Linked DNA regions of Mus musculus: regions 1, 3 and 4 are each linked to region 2. A link is a contact called in public Hi-C and HiChIP or PLAC-seq data. All regions are on one chromosome and are shown on one strand. The core of a region is the stretch at or near the end of the contact, and the rest is flanking DNA. Distances in the headings are between cores, read along the strand shown.

What was found. A called contact is a pair of places that touch in the nucleus more often than the background predicts. HiChIP or PLAC-seq counts read pairs in DNA pulled down with a chosen protein or histone mark.
Region 1: an H3K27ac HiChIP or PLAC-seq map of microglia shows a contact between it and region 2, with 3 times the contacts expected there. The contact joins two enhancer-like sites. A contact is called at or near these places in 1 of 115 datasets of contacts at active chromatin or transcription factors (microglia) and 3 of 9 other capture datasets (adipose tissue, liver and pancreatic islet).
Region 3: a contact with region 2 is called in a BATF HiChIP or PLAC-seq map of CD8 T cells, with 10 read pairs. The contact joins two enhancer-like sites. A contact is called at or near these places in 1 of 484 Hi-C or Micro-C datasets (bone marrow-derived macrophages) and 7 of 115 datasets of contacts at active chromatin or transcription factors (CD8 T cells, bone marrow-derived dendritic cells, embryonic basal ganglia and 4 more).
Region 4: a Hi-C map of B cells shows a contact between it and region 2, with 2.1 times the contacts expected there. The contact joins two enhancer-like sites. A contact is called at or near these places in 1 of 15 datasets of contacts at CTCF or cohesin (the NIH/3T3 cell line), 4 of 484 Hi-C or Micro-C datasets (B cells, bone marrow-derived macrophages, centrocytes and 1 more) and 1 of 115 datasets of contacts at active chromatin or transcription factors (fibro-adipogenic progenitors).

Annotation. Positions count from the first base shown.
Region 1 is chr12:79,319,710-79,322,409 of GRCm38.p6, reverse strand. All of the region lies in intron 5 of Rad51b (RAD51 paralog B), which reads right to left. Among named protein-coding and RNA genes, the nearest start is that of Rad51b, 24 kb to the right of the region's middle. Within about 2 kb of position 1,304, at least 52 of the 459 cell types and tissues checked have an H3K27ac peak or open chromatin away from gene starts, as enhancers often do. A contact at or near this core is called in microglia, where this site is marked.
Region 2 is chr12:79,645,599-79,648,298 of GRCm38.p6, reverse strand. All of the region lies in intron 7 of Rad51b (RAD51 paralog B), which reads right to left. Among named protein-coding and RNA genes, the nearest start is that of Gm36048, 150 kb to the left of the region's middle. Within about 2 kb of position 1,413, at least 126 of the 459 cell types and tissues checked have an H3K27ac peak or open chromatin away from gene starts, as enhancers often do. A contact at or near this core is called in B cells, CD8 T cells, bone marrow-derived dendritic cells and 3 more, where this site is marked.
Region 3 is chr12:80,068,009-80,070,708 of GRCm38.p6, reverse strand. All of the region lies in intron 3 of Gm36660 (a long non-coding RNA gene), which reads left to right. Among named protein-coding and RNA genes, the nearest start is that of Gm36660, 17 kb to the left of the region's middle. Within about 2 kb of position 1,393, at least 40 of the 459 cell types and tissues checked have an H3K27ac peak or open chromatin away from gene starts, as enhancers often do. A contact at or near this core is called in CD8 T cells, bone marrow-derived dendritic cells, bone marrow-derived macrophages and 1 more, where this site is marked.
Region 4 is chr12:79,997,607-80,000,306 of GRCm38.p6, reverse strand. No RefSeq gene overlaps it. Among named protein-coding and RNA genes, the nearest start is that of Gm36834, 21 kb to the left of the region's middle. Within about 2 kb of position 1,371, at least 21 of the 459 cell types and tissues checked have an H3K27ac peak or open chromatin away from gene starts, as enhancers often do. A contact at or near this core is called in B cells and bone marrow-derived macrophages, where this site is marked.

The DNA.
Region 1 (2,700 bases), core at 55-2,554, 330 kb after region 2:
CGAGCAGAGGAGAGAAGAAAGTTACATTCTGTGTGCTGGCTAGATTGTATCACTTGGACACAAACTAGAGTCCTCTGAGAGAAGGAAACCTCAGTTAAGGAACCGCCTCCATAGGATTGGGCTGTGGGCCAGCCTGGAAAGGATCGTGTTTATTAGTGATGTATGGAGGAGAACCCAGCCCATGGCAGCTGGTGCCATCCCTGGGCTGCTGATCCTGGGTTCTGTAAAAAAGCAGGCTGAGCAAGCCATGGAGAGCAAGCCAGTAAGCAGCACCCCTCCATCAGCTCCTGCCTCCAGGTCCCTGCCCTGTCTGAGTTCCTGTCCTCAATTCCTTTGATGATGAACAGTGATGTGGAAATGTTTGTTTGGGGCTTTCAGTTTTCGTGTTTTCTTTCTTTCTTTCTCACTTTCCTTCCTTCCTTCCTTCCTTCCTTCCTTCCTTCTTTCTTTCTTTCTTCTCTTTTCTTTTTTTAATTTTTTAAATATTTATTTATTTATCTATTTATTTATTTATTGGTCATGTGTTTCATCACAGCAATAGAAGCCCTAAGACATTCCAGAAGGAGAGAAAAGCAAACACATCAGGGGCCAGCTACAGTGCCCTAACAGTTAATGTAGCTGGAACATCAGGGGCCAGCTACAGTGCCCTAACAGTTAATGTAGCTGGAACATCAGGGGCCAGCTACAGTGCCCTAACAGTTAATGTAGCTGGAACAAGGAGCAGGAAGAAGCCTGAAAGGTTGAAGGGGAGGAAGCCAGAGCGCCAGGCAGAAATCAAGGTCCCCTCAGACCCTCAGATCTGTGGTAGTCTGTTGGGGTTTTATTAAGAAAAATGAGAAGTGTGGGAGCCGACCTGACCCCATCAGGTTTCCTTTTTTAACAGATCATTACCTTAACCACTCAGTCACCACATCCCACAAATGTGTCTTTAAAAATAAAAATAATTTTTTTTAAAGTAAAAGACTGCTTGCTCTGGGGGGTGGCTCAGTGCTAGAAACCACTGGCTGATCTTTCAGTAGATGGAATTCATTTCCCAGCACCCACATGGTGGTTCAAAACGATCCTTAACTCCAGACCTAAGGGACCTGCCACCCTCTTCTGGCCTCTATTGCACCAGGCACACACTCATCGCTCATATATACACTCAGGCAAAACATCCGTACACATAAGATACAAAATAATAAATAAATCTTTTTGAAGGTCTGCTCAAGAGGCTAGGGAGATGGCTCAGCAGGCAGGAGTGTCTCAGGGTTGATGGCTGCCAGCCTAGCTCCAAGGCCAGTGAGAAACTGTATCAAAGGAGGAAGTTAAAGAATGAGACAGCAGGACACCCAACATCCTCCTTTAGCCTCCATACATAGGCATACACGCCTACACACACACACACACACACACACACACACACACACACGCACGCACAGATGGAGGGACAGAGGGAGGAGGGAGGGGAGGGGAGAGATGGTTCTAGATGTCACATGGGGAAAAGGCTTCAAAGGGCAAGGGTAAAACAAGATAACTGCTGTCCACACAAGAAACATGGTGCCTTCACCTAGGGAGATGATACCTCAGATTATCAGGAGCAACTGGATTTAAAGTATAATTCAGGCAGGGAACCGGAAGAACTTGATTGATTGGATGAATATCTAGAACAGTAGTGATTCAATCAGGATTGTAGTTACTAGTGTAGTGTTCTTCCTCTCTCTCTCTCTCTCTCTCTCTCTCTCTCTCTCTCTCTCTGTGTGTGTGTGTGTGTGTGTGTGTGTGTGTGTGTGTGTGTGTGTGTGTGTGTTTAAACAGGGAAATCCAGAATTCATCTTCAGGTATATCAAGCTGTCCACATATATAGATGTGACTGTAATATGTTATTATGTCAAGTGGCAAATGTATATGAATCTGGAGCTTGTGGGAAAGCTCAGAATATGAACACAGGACCCTTCTGCCATAAAGAAATGTGCTAAAACCATGAGAGTGCATTGAGAGATTGAGGACAGATGGAGGAAGACCAAGATCCTAAAACTGAGTCCGGGATTCTCCAAGGCTTATATGCTGACAAAATGGAGAGGGACCAGCAACACAGACTAACATGGTCAGAAACAGGGATAAAACCTAAGAAGCCAACTGACAGGAACTGTTGGGGAGAACATGGTGGCTGTGTGATAGGGCTGAGAGTCAACACTTCCTGGTGATGTGACAGCAAACATACTGTACAAGGGCAGCACATTAGTCAGTTTATAGTAATATTGGTATACACAAACTTACCATGTTACCAGTCATATAAAAGCACAGTATATAAATTATGCACAGTATACAACACTTGGTGATATTTCTGCCTGTGCTCACTCTGCTAGCAATCATTACTTCAGATTGTAAGTTACCTCTACAGCATTTTTAAGGTCTGGAAAACACAATGCATCAGCTTCACACTGCTTCTGCTCACCACATCTTTTGATTGTGTGCAGAGGCTACATCCATGATGAACACACACAGCAGTCTGTGTAAGCACACAAGAACAGAGTCACAGGACTGACTGGCTTAGTCATCCAGTCCCCAAACCATACCACTACCACTAAGCAACGCATGGCTGCATTTTATATACTATTGAGTTGGAGAAAGTTTTGAAAATCAATTTCAATATAGGGCTAGGAAATAAAGCCAATATGGAGTGAATTCAAGATAAATAATAGGGAGATTTTGCCTTCT
Region 2 (2,700 bases), core at 164-2,663:
CGTTGTCAAGGCTTTTCTTTTTTTTAAATATTTGTCATAAAACACCAAGCTCCAATTTGACCAGAAGAAAACACGCCTGTGGGATTCCAGCAGCCTGCCTATATTTCGTTTTGGCTCTGGCACGAATCTGCTGAGCAATTCTGGGAAGTGTGCCTAACCCCTCTGTTCTTTAGAGTGTTGAGTCCACAAAAGCTATGGCGAGAATTAATATATTCTGATGGCTATTAGTAGAAGGGGCTATGAAGGAAAAATGTTAACATGTCTCAGTTTGCCTTAGTTCTGCTGTTGTACACAAAACTCCAGGACTGTCATTGACTTTCATTAGCCTCAACCTTAAGGAAGCTGCTCTGCCCAGAGATGCCGGAGAGCGGCTGAGGAAAAGGAGAGGGAAACACAGTGAGGGAGATGGCTTGGGCATATTTGAACTCATTGTGTGAAGACTTCAGTTCACACTGCACAGTGATCTGCGAATACAGATCTCTCTAGTGGACTGTCTTCCTCAATCGTTGCCCTTCCCTATGTCCCAGAATTAACAGGTGCTAAGGTCATTAAGACCAAGGAGCAACAAACCGATACTCAACTAGAACTCGCCATGCCTGTGGCCACAGCACCCCAGTTGCTGGCTGCAGGGTTTCCCCTGGAGTGTACACCCTGGGAGAAGCAGACCAAAGCAATCCACAGCCGAGCTGGAGAAAAGAGTGTTGCTGATCAAGAGTCCCTGGAGGAAAGACAGGCTCTGTGTGAGGGACAGCACATATGGAAGGATGGTAAATCTCCTCAGCTTGCCATGCTCACCTCTTCAGTCACTGAGGGCACCCCTAAGCGTTCTACTACCATCACCTCCACCACCGAGTTCCGGGAGATGGAGGAGGAAGGACAGTGTCTGCCATTTGTTCACACCAGGTATGGGGTAACTGCCCTGCACGATGGTGAGGCTTTCTCTTTGGCCTAATTACCCGTAGAATGGATACTCTAGGGAAAATCTGTGGCCAGCAACTGTGGGGCTGTGGCTTATAGGTATGGTGAGTTCTAGCTGTATATTAACATGTTCCCTGCCTGGCCCCAGTGGACTGACCTGTTGGGTCTGAGACTGGGGTGGGTTGGGAGGGTGGTGGCACCAGTTGTGGTAGCAGGCCAGTGTGCAGTTTTCACCTCTAGCCCAACCTGGCAGTGTTGGGCCCACTGCAGGAAATGACACAGTCTCTTGGTTACTTGTGACAGGGTAACCACTGTGGCTTCCAGTGGTCTATTTACCAACTATATCAAATTTTGCAGTTAGCACGGGGCCAAGAAAGGCTGGCTACCTAGGTATGGAAAAGAAGGTGGCCCATTTTCAGATGGCTCTGGGGTTCACACGGATGTGAAAGAAACTTTCCTACCAGCTGTTCTGTGCATTTTCTGTGGCAGTCACTGTGCATGAAGTTTGTTCGGCTGTCTTTGCCCACTTCCTCATCCCTGCCTACTGAGCTCTTCAGACAGGCAGGGAGGTGAATTTCCAGCCCCCTCCCGCCCCGAGTTTCTGATGACCTTTTTCGGTGTTTTTGTTACTTGTGGTGCTTTCTATTCACGTGTATGCCTTGGTGCTGGGGATTCCCCTCCCTTCGGTTTGCAAGGAGGGTTAGAAAGACACGGCTTTGTGATAAGTACCATCATAGACGGCTGCTACTCACTCACTCCCCCTCCTTACACTCATTTGGGGCCAAGAAAAATCGTTCTATTGAGTCATTTGCTCCCCAAAGAGACTGAAGATATAACTCTTGGGGGGAGTCCAACTTCATCAACACCAACTTTGATCCTCCAGCCTAATGTATGCTTATTGTAGACAGGGGCTAAGCTCAGAGGAACCTCAGATACGTCCTGTGGGGCGCAGAGCAGTGCTAATATCCCTGCCTTATCTCTATGTTCCCAATTAAGTGGTGTGGCATCCTAACCAGCATGGGCTCACTGACGGGGCAGGTCCAATTATCTCCATCTCCAGAGTGAATCTGTAGCATGAAACTCTGTCGGCCATTGTTCAAAGGTTGGTTAACTGGTCTACCTAGAAATCCCCAAGTCAGCGGCTTTATCAGATACTCATGTACAAAAGTGATTTCATGTCCTCAAAGATGGACAATTTTATTTTTGAGGCAGAGTGATTCCATGCTTCTACATCCATATTTAGAAGACATTGATACAGACACAAACAGTGAAAATTAGACACAATCAGACAGAGTCAACAAAGAAGAGACAGAAGAAGAATAGGTCAAGAACAAATATAGTAAGTGGCCAAATACTTACCTAGTAGCCCTTGGTATGGCACTCTCCAACATGACCACTAGTGAGCAAACCCCCAGTCAGAGGCTACAGGCTGGCAAGGACCCATCTCACCTAAGGAACAAGGCCCAATGCCAGATGACAAACCAGTTTCTTCTCTCTGCCATTCACTCTGGTGACCTGGAAACAGCCATCTGGAGCAGAGTCTGAGAGGAAATGTGAGGCTCTGGCAGGCCTCAGAGTTGCTGGAGGTGATGACTAGGTCTGTGCAACGTCCACCGGCTCATCTTACCAATAGAACTACATATTGAAGCCGATATCTTACATCTTTCCCTCCCTCGTTTTCAGTTGGCTTTCTGGCACCACTCATCTGACATCATTAACATGAGTAATGGCACTTTTATACTTTCATTCACAGACTGGTCTTAACTGATCCTTAGTGTATGA
Region 3 (2,700 bases), core at 144-2,643, 420 kb before region 2:
AGCCCGGTAGGCATAAGAAGGAGAGGGGAGACCAAGTCCCCTATCCTAGTTTGAGAAAGTTGGGATTCCCCAGAGGGGACCCTCAGCCTTGTACTTCTTAGGGAATAGAAAATACTTGTCCCCAGGGCCACTGAAATGCACAGCATGTAACATCTGTACAGAAAAAGTGTGTTTGTTTCCCAAGGAGAAATTTAGAATAGGGTGAGATAAATAAGGAAGACTTTCAGGCTCAGGGCATTCAAGAAGGGAGTTATGGAACACATAGCAGGTGTTTTAGGTGGGAGAACAATTTAATTGTGTGAATAGTGTTACCTGTGTAAACTTAACTTCTTCTGTAAATCTGAGGTCATGATGTCATGGTCCCTTCCTTCCCCATCACTTTGGAGCCAAACCTAACTTGGCAATAAAATGTGACCCACCTGGAGAGAGGCAGCTTGCAGTCTTCACTGAGCGGCTCTGACAGGACAGTTGCAGGACATGGATGTGGTGTCAAGGGCCTGACCTAAGGTGTGTGTGTGTACTCTGATGTGTGGTCCCCTAGGAATTAGAATGAAAGACTGTTAACTTGTATTCATAGCTCTGTCCTGCAGGCATTTACCAAGTACTTTTCAAACAATATAATCTTTACAGTGACTCTACAGGACTGGGGTTCTATTATATAGATGAGGATACTGAGACTCCACCCTAATAAATGAAGTTGCCATTAAGGCTGAATCTAAGATCGCACTGTCTGGGTAACAACATCGAAGTAATGTCCTTGGTGAGAATGGCTTTAAAATCAAGCTGCAGGGTCAACATGGTGACACATAGCTTTAATCCTTATACTCAAGGGACAGAGTCAGGAGGAACTCATTGAGTTCGAGGCCAGCTTGATGTACATAGCCAGTTCCAAGCCAGATAGGGCTACACAGTGAGACCTTGTCTCAAAACAAACAGATAGACAGTCAAAACCTACAACAAAGCCAAAATCCCCAAATAAACAACAAGACAAAAAAGACAAACAAGACAAGATAAACAAACCCACATTGAAGATGGACGTCAGATGGGAGAGGCTCAAGGAGAAAAGCTGGAGGGAAGGTGGGATTGAATTGGAAGTGGGGGTAGATGGTGGCAGGGTGACATCTCAGATCAGGTAAATGGCCAGGGTTGGGGGCTAAAGGAGATCCAGGCCTCTCAAGTATAGAGTCCTGGAGAGGAGTCTTCAGTTTGGGCAGCATAGCCTGGCTCCCTAACCTGGCCTTTAACCTGTCTTGGTTTTCAGCCATTCATTCCCCTTTCTGTCCAAAGAGGAACAGCCACAGAAGAAGAAAGATCCCCTTCGCCTACTCAGTGTGGCAGGAAGAGGAACCTGGATGTGATTTGGATTTTTTAAAAAAGAGATCTTGCTTTGGTGTGGCCCAATGTAGCTTTTCACTTGCGGGTCTGATTGCAACCACAAGTGACTGCACCTCTGAGGGGACTCTTGGCAGCCACCTCTGAGGGTGGGGTTTTCCCCTCCCCAGCCTTGTGACTCCTCAGGTGCCTCCAGTTATCTCTACAGCCACTGGAGACTTCTTCAGGCCAAACTGAAGCATCTGACAAACATTCGAGGCCAGCCTGATCTACAGAGTGAGTTCCAGGACAGCCAGAACTAAGGCAGAGAAGCCCAGCTTCAACAAAACAAAACAAAACAAAACAAAACAAAACAAAACAAAACAGAAAAAAGAAAAAAGAAAAAAGAAACCATCAGCCTTCTAAAAAATGTGAACTGGATTCTGTTCTAGTCTTAGCTCTTTCTTGACTCATCTCCTCACTCTTCAGACCTCTTCCCTCTCCCTCCACAAATTAGTGGCTCCCCCACTTCCCACCCCATCCCTCCTTCCCTCCCCCTGAAGCCCTTTTTTCCCATGCATCCTTCTTACTTTTGAGCATGCTTGTGACCTGCTGAGTTTAATTAGGGTTGTTTGCATCAGTATGGGGGGGGGGTTGTGATGTACTGAAACATGGGTAACTCATTAGTGACTCCAGTACTGAAGAAAGTGACATCCTCTCCCCAGAGGTCATTAACTGTCAGGAGTCCCTTAGGCAGGAGTGGGGCCTCATGAGCTCCCCCAGCCCCCCAGATGAAAATTTGATGGACCCAGTGTTGTGCAGGTCTTTTATGGTAGCCATAGCTGCAGTTGAGTTCCTGAGTCCACTATCCATGTCATGTCCATGTTTTGTGGCACACCTCCCTATCCTCCGATCCCTATGCTCTTTTCACCCCCTCTTCTGAGATATTTGCTGCCATGTTTGGGGTCAATCTCTCTTCTGTTCCGTTTGGCTTCTCTTGAAGCCTGAGTGAAGTGGGATGAAGATGGGGCAGCCACGGATGCTGAGAAGAGTATGGAGTATAACGGCAAGAGGATGCTGCTGTCTGCTCATCGCCTAGGACAGAAAATCTGCCTTCCTACCTGCTCTGATTCTGTTTTACTGGAGAAGAGGACCTGCTGTATAGCAAGGCTCTTTATTCCCATAATTCTCTGTCTCTAGGCCATTCGAGTACAGCCCAAACTTCAGTGGCAAAGAAGAGGCAAGTTTCAGAAGCATGAACAGGGACACCTGCTTTCTTGTTTTGATAACGGATGAAAATATCTTCCCTTTGCTGCTGTTGCTACGCTGAATCAGGATTGAGAAGTTAGAGTATCTCTTACCTGATTGGCTTAGGACCACTTGCAGTTC
Region 4 (2,700 bases), core at 122-2,621, 350 kb before region 2:
GTGTGTGTGTAATCTCAAGTTACCTTTTTGGCTCCGAAGGATATGATATCCACTGCCCAACCAATTACTACACCCAAGAGAATGTAACACCTAGATTGAGTTAAGGCTGGGTCACATGTATACTTTAAGTTTCGGGGTTGTATGTGTAACGGTTGTACTTTTGGGCTGAGAGCAACAGAGAATATGGGATTTCCCAAAGAGAAGTGGCACCTGGGTACCGGAAGAAGGTGGATGGATGCTGAATAGCTAAAATGCTAAGTAGGAAATGCTGCTGTTGTGTCTCCCCTACATTCCTCTCCCCGTACCTAGAGCCATTATCTATATCTTCCACCTAGAACTTGAATTTTGACCCTGGAATTGGGGAGGCAGGGTATTTCTAATGAAGCTGATGTTTCCGCTTCACAGATGTGACTAGCAAGGATCTGATCCAGGAATAATTCTTAGCGCAGCTTTGGAAAGCCTGGGCTAGACTATAAATCATGAAGTGGAATTCTAGCCACACACGTCTTTTAATCCCAAACTCAATTTCTACCCACCCTGGGTCCTGCCTTTGGAGCAGAGCAACAGAGAAGTCCCACACTGAGGACACCCTAGGCCTGATGGGAGGTCACCTTCCCATGGCATTGCCTTCATCAGCACTCTGGGGTCAGGCCTTAAAACTCTGTGCTTTGTCCCTCACTCTCTTGTCTTTGCTGTATTGCCAAAAAGAGCCTTAAAAGTCATGGAAACATCTCTGCTTCTCTAACTCAAGGGATTCAGGCAACAGAGGTCAGGGAGTTGAGGGTCACATAGGAGCATGTGGAAGGGCAGATATGGCTGGATGGAAAGATGCTTATCCTTGGTGCAGTTATGTGTGTGGGAGCAGGAGAGGCAGAAAGTACAAGAGCATGGCTCTCAGGAGCCACTGGAGTGGGGGCATTGGTAATGAGCCTGGGAAACGAGTTTGTCCTCGCTGAGAATACAGGATGCTTCATTACAGGTTTCCACTCATCCAGGAGCCTATCACGCTCTGCCACAGGAGACAGGTAGCCCAGGGGATGAGTAGGCACATGGGAGTTCACTAGTAGAGTCTCCAAAGTCAAGGTGGGTGCTGGAATAACAAGCAGACCCACAAATGGGATCAAGAACAAGCAAGGCAGAGCCAGTGGCTAACTCATTGGTCACAAACAGGCATCCTGGGGCAACGAAAGAAGGAAATCAGTCTCTCTTCCCCCAGAAATGACTGCATTTCTCCATATTGGCAGACTTTCCAGCTTTCACGGGGCCTGACTCTTTGGGGAATCTTGTTTTCTTTGCCTTACACTGACCGGTTAAAAATAGATGGGTGAAATGTGACTGGCCGGAGAGTCTTTGACCTCTTTCAGATTTAGCTTTTGGACCAAGTTAAGAGAATCAATTCTAACCCTTATTTTGTGAAGAACAGCGCTGGGAGGGAGGATGGGTAGGAGATGCTCCACAAGGACAAGCTGAAGGGAGGTGCAGTTCTTTAGCTTAAGTAAGTAAGAATCATGTTTCCTGATAGTGGTGGCCGTGTCAGGGGAGGAGCTTTTAAAAATCAGCCAGCACAACTACTATATTATAAAAGAGGAATTTCTATCAAGGCTAAATCATAAAACTGATTATAAATAACTTCAAAAATGCTTATCTTTGCCTTTCTTCTACAATGTGTGTGTGTGGAGGGGGCGGATTACATGCTGTCCAAATTCCCCTAGTAGCCATAAATAGCCACATTTTGTTACTTACTGCTAAGTATATTCTAGCACCAACCCAACACCCTACATGGTTAGACTTTTCTCCTAATAGCGACCTATGATACCTCACATGTGTTAAGTCTTTACCAAATCAAAACAAAACATATTCCAGTCCACTCTTCACAAATATACTCTCATTAATTCCTGACATGGACTTGTAAGGAAGGGTTGGTTATTATTCTCATTTTCTAGAAGAAAAATCAGAAGTTTAAAGAAGTTAAATAGCCCTGTCTAGACAGTGGTAGAGATTGCCTTCAACTCTGGTCATTGAGATCACAGATCCTCTGCACTTAAGCCCTACTGTGTTCTCATCAACCCCGCCACAGCCCCCTCCACCCCTGAGCCTTGCTGAGCTTGTGTTTGGGAAGCTTGGCTCCTGATATAAGCAAATTAGTCTTCGTCCCAGCAGGAGAGAGATGGCACACTCCAACAGGGAGGTGGAAAATTACTTAGAAATAGGGCTACTCACAAGTTATGGGCTTACTCATAAGTTACTCACAAGGTAAGAGATACCAACAAGGCAAGATGAGGTCTCCCAGGGCTGGCAAGGGTGGGGAGCCCTGGGGCAAGGCAGACAGTATTGAGAGAAAGGGTCTGCAGGAGAGTGCCACTCTAGAGACAGTGGCATTAGGTGGAGGGAACAGCCAAGGCACACAGGCAAGCAGCAAATAGCCCAGTAGAGTGGAAACAAGGGAATGAAGCTTCTGACGTTGGTTCATGCTGTGTCTCTTGTTGGCGTCTCCTACTGGATGAACACAACTGAAGCCCTGTCCACGATACCAGTCTCCTGGCGTCATGGTGGGTTGATGGAGAAAGGAACTAAGGGTAAATGAATGTGTTCAAATAACAGATGAACAAACCTACTGGGTGAATGTTCTTACTTTGGGGGGTTCATGGGAATTCTTTAAGAGGCAAAGGGATGGTTTCTAAAGACTATAAGAGAGAATGC